Linked DNA regions of Sus scrofa: regions 2 and 3 are each linked to region 1. The links are chromatin contacts, called in public HiChIP or PLAC-seq maps. All regions are on one chromosome and are shown on one strand. Each heading gives the region's core, a stretch centred on a gene start, on an enhancer-like site or on the middle of the called end of the contact. The rest is flanking DNA. Distances are from core to core; before and after follow the strand shown. Region 1 holds the start of APEH (acylaminoacyl-peptide hydrolase). Region 2 holds the start of BSN (protein bassoon). Region 3 overlaps DAG1 (dystroglycan).

Region 1 (2,700 bases), core at 12-2,511:
CCAGAAAGTGGAAACTGTTTTTACTTAACTAGCCCGACGTGGTTGATGGGGAAGGGGAAGCTGCAGGCCAATCTCAGTCAAAAGCAAAGCAGGGCGCAGGGAGCCAGGCCCCTGAGGTGTGGAAGACCATCCAGGTGCAAGGTATATGGAAGAGGGGACATCGCTGCTGGCCTGACAGCTGGCCAGCCTCTCCTGCCCTCTTGAGCCATCATAAGCCCAGCCCAGTACTGCTGTCCTGAGGGAACCTGCCTGTCCAGGTTTTTCTTTCCACAGGAAGTGCTCTGGTTCTGGGTGGAGCCTGACCCCACCAGGCCCTTTGCACTCAAGAGCTTGGCCTGAGGCCTGGGAAGGCAGACAGAGGCCCACCAGTTCATGATCCCCAGCAAAGTGCCACTGAGCGGGTGGGTGAGGGCTGCAGGAGCAGATAGCTTAAGAGGTAGGCGCGGTGGCTGATAAAACCAGGCAACACCCTGCGAATTTGGCACCCGCCTTTCGTTGCCCAACACCCTAGAACTCTGCGAGCTATGTCAGGAGCGCACCTCTGTCCTTTCTCATTGGCCTGGGAGCCCCTCCAGAGCAGGGCCTGGCACCTCCTGGTGAATGTCTGCCTTCTAATGGACCAGGAGGACCCAACAGTCAGTTCCTGGCTGCGGGAGATCCCTGCTGGAGATAGCTTCGATCTGGCTTCAGCTCAGGCCCCATTCCTCACCTCTCCTTTTCTGGACTTCACCCGGGCTAGGCTCAGCCCCGCCCGGCCGCACCGCCTCTCTGCAGAGCCTTCGGTCCTCCGCCGCCCTCTCAGTCCCCGCCCCCCGAATGCTTAGGGCTCACCCCCGTCAGGCCTCACCCCCCACCTCCCTTGGGCCCTGTCTTTCCTCACAGACCTCGCCCCTCCCCAAAGATATGCGCCTTTATTCCGTTTCCACAGCACCATCCCCTCTCCTCACCAAGTAACTGGCCGGGGCTTGGCCCACACAGCCCGCCTCTCACCAGCCTGGCCTGCCGGGAAAGGACCGCTCCTTTCCCCAAGGTTCCCGCCCCTCCCATCCAGGACTCCTGCAGCCGCGGTTCCCACTTCTGCCCCACAGGCCCCACCTCCTTACCATCTAGGCCCCGCCCCTCGGGTAACGGTTCCGGCCCATTCGTAGAAGGTTCCGCCCCTCTCAAGGCAAGGTCCGGGTGGCAGGGCTGGGCCGCTGCGGGCTCCGCCCCCTGAGCTCACTTCCGGGCGCCAGCACTGACTGCCTAGCCCCGGCGCCCCAGAGCAACCATGGAGCGGCAGGTGAGGGATCGGCCCGCGGTTCCTGTGGTCTTTGCAACCCGGGCTGTGCCTGACCCTGCTGTGTCCCCTGCGCAGGTGCTGCTGAGCGAGCCCGAAGAGGCGGCGGCGCTGTACCGGGGCCTTAGCCGCCAGCCCGCGCTGAGCGCCGCCTGCCTGGGCCCAGAGGTCACCACGCAGTACGGGGGTCGCTACCGGACTGTGCACACTGGTGTGTGTATGGCGGGGAATCGGTGGCGGGCCTATTCCGGGGCCGTGCACTCGGGTGGAGAGGAGGGGGATGTGCAGGGCTCGCTGCCTGACAGTGCTCACGAGTTTGTGGAAGACCGGGCTTGGAGGGTGTGGGTGTGGAAGGGTGCATCCCCCAGCCGTGCACACAGGTGTATAGGGGGTGTTCTGGAATGTTGCCCATGAGTGCAGAGTGTGGGTCTTGTAGGGGTCACCCACCCCCATCATCCCATACTGTACCCCCCCTCAAGGTCCTAGGGCGGATGCCAGGAGCGGTAGTGGTTTCTCTCCAAGATGTCAGCTCAGGCTCCGGTGACCTAAACTTGAGTTGTAGCCAAGTGTTGCCCATCCTGCCCCCAGAATATCTGGAGTCAGATTGGGGAGGTGGGCTGGACCTTCCTCTGGGCGGGGTAGGGGAGCCTGTGCTGGGACTGGCCAAATTGAGCAGTCTCATGCCTCTCCTCGCAGAGTGGACCCAGAGGGACCTGGAACGCATGGAGAACATCCGATTCTGCCGCCAGTACCTGGTGTTCCATGATGGGGACTCAGTGGTGTTTGCAGGGCCTGCAGGCAACAGTGTGGAGACCCGGGGGGAGTAAGTTTGAGGAAGGAAGCTTGTGGGCAAGGCCACAGCCATCTGCAAGCCTTTTATGAATACCCACCGTGTGCCTTGGTGTGGGGAGGGCCCAGAAAGGAAGCCAGGAGCTTGTTTTTTGCCACTAGGAGCTCTAGAGACATGGTCATAAGCACTGGAGACTTGCTTCTGACGGGCCAGGACCGGAGCCCCTGCTCCAGGGAGGGGAGGCAAGGCATCTGCCATGGTAGGACTAGAAGGGCTGCAGGGACGCATGTGGGCCACAGCCTCAAGAATCTTGTCTAAGAGGTTACAGCCAGTAAGGGGATAGGATGGGCTATCACTGGGTGGGAGGTAGTCCTGATGCGTTATCCTGTGTCCTCCTCAGGCTGCTGAGCAGAGAGTCTCCTTCAGGCACCATGAAAGCCGTGCTGCGCAAGGCTGGAGGCACGGGCACTGCGGAGGAGAAGCAGTTTTTGGAGGTAAGTCTGTGTGGGACCGGGTGGTAGGCAGCTGGGGGCTCAGATCCACAGATAAAGCTCTGCTGGAGGACAGACAACCTGACTCCCAGCTGTCCTCAGGTCTGGGAGAAGAACCGGAAGCTCAAGAGCTTCAACCT
Region 2 (2,700 bases), core at 109-2,608, 99 kb before region 1:
ATTGGGTTTTCTGAGTTATTCCAGGTCAGGTTAGAAATGCTGACATCACATTTGATTTATTCTTCATCATTAGCAGAATTAAATGGGTTTGTAAAATAGGTCCAAGTTTACTCAAGTTCTTCTTCACAGCCATGATTGATTGATTGATTGATTGTCCTTATAGGGATGCACCCGTGGCATATGGAGGTTCCCAGGCTAGGGATCTAATTGGAGCTGTTGCCTCCGGCCTATGCCACAGCTGAACCACATCTGCGACCTACAATACAGCTTATGGCAACACCAGATCCTTAACCTACTGAGCGAGGCCAGGATTGAACCCGCAACCTCATGGTTCCTAGTCGGATTCGTTTCTGCTGTGCCATGACAGGAACTCGTACACAGCCATGATTTATGAAGCCAGGAAGTTTGGAGTATAGTCTGGATCTTCTAAGAAGTATTCTCTCTCAGGAAAGTACAGGTTTGTGTAAGAAGCCAGGAGGCAGAGTAGTATGCAGACACCGAAGTCTGTAAACTGAGGTAATGGAAAAATAATTTGGTGAGCTCTCAGGTTAATGCAGAGGCAGCCTGCAGCCCCTCGTCTAGACAGTCCCTGGGAACCACAGCCCAAGGACTCTAAGAAACATCAACTCCTTTTCCTCATCCTCAAGGTCACTGTCCCAGGGCCTGCTGAGGCAACCTTCCATCTGGCTTCAGGCCAGCCCTGACACACCCTCCACCTTTCCCAGGGACACTTCCTGAAACTCCTTCCCCTGGGACAAGGGCTCAGCATGAAACCCAGATGGTTCCCATGGCGACATCTGGATAAAGTCTTCAATCCCTTTGAGACCCTCATAACCAGTCCCATCACCCAGCATCCTTTATCTCAGTCCTTCCATGACAATGCGCCTCTGAACACACTTGTTCATTTATTTCTCCAACTCCTAAACATCCTTTGATGCTACACTCAGTGACCCCTCTCTGAGGCCTGTTCCCACGAAGTCTGCCAGTTGGGACCCTGAAGTTACCCAAATGAGAGCTCCCATTCCTGAGTTCTCTGAGGCAGTAAGCGTCACTGACTCCAGGGCAGGGTACGGCGGGTCGCCCTCACAGCCCTTTCTCGTGGTCTGTGTCTCTCCAATCCTGGTTTGATCGGATGCTCCTGCCGACACTTGCTGGGCCCCGGATAGCGAACGCCGGCTTTGGCGGCCCCGGAAGGCGCATGCGCGGGCCAAGGCGGCTGTTTCCCCGCCACTCCGCCGGGGGCTCTTGGACACGCGTCCTCACCAGCAGGAGGGAGCGCGCGCGTGCGTGGGGTGGGGGTGTGTACAGGGAAGAGGCACGAGGGCCGCGCATGCGCAGCGGCAGGCGGCGGCGCGAGCCGAGCTGGGAGATGGCGGCGGCGGCGGCGGCGGCGCGGAGCGTGTGAGCAGCTGCCCGGGAGCCGCCGGCCCGGGCCCAGTGCGACCTCGGCCCCGCCCGTCTGCCCGCCATGGGCAACGAGGCCAGCCTGGAGGGCGGCGTTGGCGAAGGGCCGCTGCCGCCCGGAGGCTCCGGCCCCGGCCCCGGCCCGGGCCCCGGGGTAGGGAAGCCGCCTTCAGCACCGGCTGGCGGCGGACAGCTCTTGGCAGCAGGCGGGGCACGGGCTACCGCCGGACCACCGGGTCCAGGCCCCGGCCCCGGCCCCGGCCCCGGCCCTGGCCCGGGCAGGTAAGCGCAGGGCAAGGCGCCCGGGGGCGGGAACTGCAGCCTGAGGCCGAAGCTGGGGCCCACGACCCTGCAGTCTAGTCTGGACAGCGAGATCGGACGTCCAGCTACACTTTGAGCCCAGTCGGACTGACGTGAGCCGAGTGGTCAGTCGCGAGAAGCATCCCTTCCATTACAGCCGTCCTGCCTTAGTAAAGCAGGATGGTGAGCGCAGGGTCAGTCTGGGCCTGCAGACCGTGACTCCGTCACGAACCCCAAATTCGCTTTCCCCCAGTGCCAGGCTAAGGAGGGGCTTATGTAACCTCAGCCTGGTTCTTCTGCACTGGGAAGCAGTGGGATGGAAAACGTCTTCCCTGTCTGCTTGTGTCTGCATTTGTCCATTGTGTTGGGCCAAGGAAAGAGCACAATGGGAGTGGCTGTCAGGGAAGATAAGTGTCACTGCGAGGAGCAGAAAGATATGGAAATAGTTGAACCATGAACTTGGTCATACGCTTTCCTCAGGCATTTAGTAGTCAAAATCATCTTTGGAGGAAGGGAAAGTGGTACTGGACACCACAAGGTACTTATTTAGGCTCAACAATAGTAACAGGGTCATGTGCTTTCATCATGGTTTAGTGAAACACTTTGGGGTGAAGCAAAAATGCTGTTGAATCATCTAGAACCGAGTATGTTCATGTTGTCTTATGACTTAGGTTACCACTCAAATCAGTGGAATGCTTTAAACAGACATATCTGATCAAATACTCTAAAACCAGCTTGTTTAAAATGTATGCCAGTTGAGGTTGTATAAACAATCAAGTGGAAAGGAAATGCAGAGGAAGAAAATGGCAATCTATAATAAATTAGTAGACTGAACACTCAGGAAAGCTACCAAGAGACAAGATAAAATGGAAGCACTGTCTTTACACCAAATAGAGCTGGGAAGTAGCAAAACCCAGGGGTGCTTCTGAGTCCATATGAGTCTGCTGATAATGTTGCCTTGGCTTTTCTATGTGGGGGCACATAAACTGTGAGGGA
Region 3 (2,727 bases), core at 126-2,625, 120 kb before region 1:
CCTCTATTGACCAGTGTCTCTGGACTTGATGGACAGGACAGTGGAGCTGAGAGTGCCTTCAGGCAGACTAGGGTCCCCACCTTTCTTGCTTTGGGCGCAGGAATGGGTGTTTCCTGAAAGTGAGAGTAGTCATAGATGGGGCCTGAGCAAGAGACAAGTCTTGTTTCCCTGTTGTCAGCTGATGGTGGAAGTTTTTATGGCTGCATTCCCTTAGAAGCTTTATATATTACCAGTCATGCCGCTGTGGAAAAGGACTTCCACCCTGAAATAAGTCTGCAGGGTGCTATTGGGTGGAAAAGGGGATGAGCTCCCAAGGCCTGCCTCTGTGCATCGGCTTTCTGAGGGAAGAGGTGAGCTCTGTCAGTTTCCCAGGCTTAGTTGCCTACAGAATTCTCTTTCAGAGATACTGGAGCTTCTTGTAATGCCTTTGATAAACAGTCTTCTTAGAATAAATGTTTCCATTCCTCTACTCTGGGCATTGCAGTTTTTCTTGAGGTTTGAAAAGCAGGATTAATTAAGACATTAGATACAGCTAACCAAAAGTGCCCCACTAAACTTGAATGTAACGGGGTGGTTATAAAATGAGTCATTTGGGAGCATTGAATTGTCTGTGCACCCAGACCTGTGTGTATTTCCACTTCTGGGCAGGGAAGACACTCTAGGCCAGGCATGTGACTTAATAAGCAAAGTTGTGGTGTCTGCGGAGGGCAGGGGAGAAGTCTGAGGCGAGGTCGGAAGGGGGTGCTGAGGGATGAGGCACTTGAGCTTGATTCTGCAGGCAGAGTGGATGAGTGGGTGGCAGGGCCTGTCATTGGTGTAAAAGCCAGTAACATTCTTGAGCTCCATGGCATCAGTTCTCTGGGGTGAGGCTTGTGTTTGAGTGCCAGCACTGCTGTCTCCCCACTGTGTGCTTGAGTGAATCATTTGCCTTCCATGCTAGCCCTGGCACCCCCAGTCTTTTATGACAGGCAAATGAATTTCAGGACAGAGGGCTTGGTTCCTTCAACAGGAATTCTGGAGTGTGCTCCAGGCCTGTCACACAGTTCAGGCTAGGCTAGTGGTTAACTGTTGTGAATCTTTTCAGGTTATGCAGTGATAGTAGCACTTAATTCACGTTAACATCTCTTACAGGTGTCAGCAGCAGGGAAGGAAGCCTTACCATCCTGGCTGCACTGGGACCCCCAGAGCCACACCCTGGAGGGTCTCCCTCTTGACACTGATAAGGGTGTGCATTACATTTCGGTGAGTGCTGCACGGCTGGGAGCCAACGGGAGCCACGTCCCCCAGACTTCAAGTGTGTTCTCTATCGAGGTCTACCCTGAAGACCACAGTGAGCCACAGTCTGTGCGAGCAGCGTCACCAGATCCGGGCGAGGTGGTGTCATCTGTCTGTGCTGCTGATGAGCCTGTGACTGTCCTGACAGTAATTCTGGATGCTGACCTCACCAAGATGATCCCAAAGCAAAGGCTCGACCTTCTGCAGAGAATGCAGAGCTTCTCAGAAGTGGAGCTTCACAATATGAAGTTAGTGCCAGTGGTGAACAACAGACTCTTTGACATGTCAGCCTTCATGGCTGGCCCGGGAAATGCGAAAAAAGTGATAGAGAATGGGGCCCTGCTCTCCTGGAAGCTAGGCTGCTCCCTGAACCAGAATAGTGTGCCTGACATTCATGGTGTGGAGGTCCCTGCCAGGGAGGGTGCTATGTCTGCCCAGCTTGGCTACCCTGTGGTGGGTTGGCACATTGCCAACAAGAAGCCCCCTCTCCCAAAACGCATCCGGAGGCAGATCCATGCCACACCCACACCTGTCACTGCCATTGGGCCCCCAACCACAGCCATCCAGGAGCCACCTTCCAGGATTGTTCCCACCCCCACATCTCCAGCCATTGCTCCTCCAACTGAGACCATGGCTCCCCCAGTTAGGGATCCTGTTCCTGGGAAGCCCACAGTCACCATTCGGACTCGAGGTGCCATTTTTCAGACCCCAACTCTCGGCCCCATTCAGCCCACTCGGGTGTCAGAAGCAGGCACCACAGTCCCTGGCCATATCCGCCCAACAATGACCATTCCTGGCTACTTGGAGCCCACGGCGGTTGCTACCCCTCCTACACCTACCACCAAGAAACCACGAGTATCCACACCCAAACCAGCCACACCTTCTACTGACTCTTCAACCACCACAACTCGAAGGCCGACCAAGAAGCCGCGGACACCCCGACCGGTGCCTCGGGTCACCACCAAAGCACCCATCACCAGATTGGAAACCGCCTCCCCGCCTACTCGCATCCGCACCACTACCAGTGGGCTGCCCCGTGGAGAGCCCAACCAGCGCCCAGAGCTTAAGAACCACATTGATAGGGTAGATGCCTGGGTTGGCACCTACTTTGAGGTGAAGATCCCGTCAGACACTTTCTATGACAATGAGGACACCACCACTGATAAGCTGAAGCTGACCTTGAAGCTTCGGGAGCAGCAGTTGGTAGGTGAGAAGTCTTGGGTACAGTTCAACAGCAATAGCCAGCTCATGTATGGCCTCCCCGACAGCAGCCACGTGGGCAAGCACGAGTATTTTATGCATGCCACAGACAAGGGGGGCCTGTCAGCTGTGGATGCCTTCGAGATCCATGTCCACAGGCGCCCTCAAGGGGACAGAGCTCCTGCACGATTCACAGCCAAGTTTGTGGGTGACCCAGCACCAGTAGTGAATGACATCCACAAGAAGATTGCT

What was found. HiChIP or PLAC-seq counts read pairs in DNA pulled down with a chosen protein or histone mark.
Region 2: an H3K27ac HiChIP or PLAC-seq map of skeletal muscle shows a contact between it and region 1. The contact joins the promoter of BSN here to the promoter of APEH in region 1. A contact is called at or near these places in 5 of 5 promoter capture datasets (fetal liver, fetal skeletal muscle, liver and 1 more), 27 of 47 Hi-C or Micro-C datasets (adipocytes, blood, brain and 16 more) and 2 of 2 datasets of contacts at active chromatin or transcription factors (alveolar macrophages and skeletal muscle).
Region 3: an H3K27ac HiChIP or PLAC-seq map of skeletal muscle shows a contact between it and region 1. The contact joins the enhancer-like site here to the promoter of APEH in region 1. A contact is called at or near these places in 3 of 5 promoter capture datasets (fetal liver, liver and skeletal muscle), 26 of 47 Hi-C or Micro-C datasets (adipocytes, blood, brain and 16 more) and 2 of 2 datasets of contacts at active chromatin or transcription factors (alveolar macrophages and skeletal muscle).

What each region holds. Positions count from the first base shown.
Region 1 is chr13:32,204,606-32,207,305 of Sscrofa11.1, forward strand. APEH (acylaminoacyl-peptide hydrolase) reads left to right here and starts at 1,262. Exons shown (of 22, transcript NM_213923.1): 1 at 1,262-1,282; 2 at 1,358-1,490; 3 at 1,976-2,102; 4 at 2,470-2,563; 5 at 2,663-2,700. The coding sequence starts at 1,271.
Region 2 is chr13:32,105,609-32,108,308 of Sscrofa11.1, forward strand. It overlaps BSN (protein bassoon), which reads left to right and starts at 1,359. Exons shown (of 12, transcript XM_021068762.1): 1 at 1,359-1,686. The coding sequence starts at 1,469.
Region 3 is chr13:32,086,521-32,089,247 of Sscrofa11.1, forward strand. It overlaps DAG1 (dystroglycan), which reads left to right. Exons shown (of 3, transcript XM_021068744.1): 3 at 1,132-2,727. Among named protein-coding and RNA genes, the nearest start is that of BSN, 19 kb to the right of the region's middle. Within about 2 kb of position 1,376, at least 2 of the 83 cell types and tissues checked have an H3K27ac peak or open chromatin away from gene starts, as enhancers often do. A contact at or near this core is called in skeletal muscle, where this site is marked.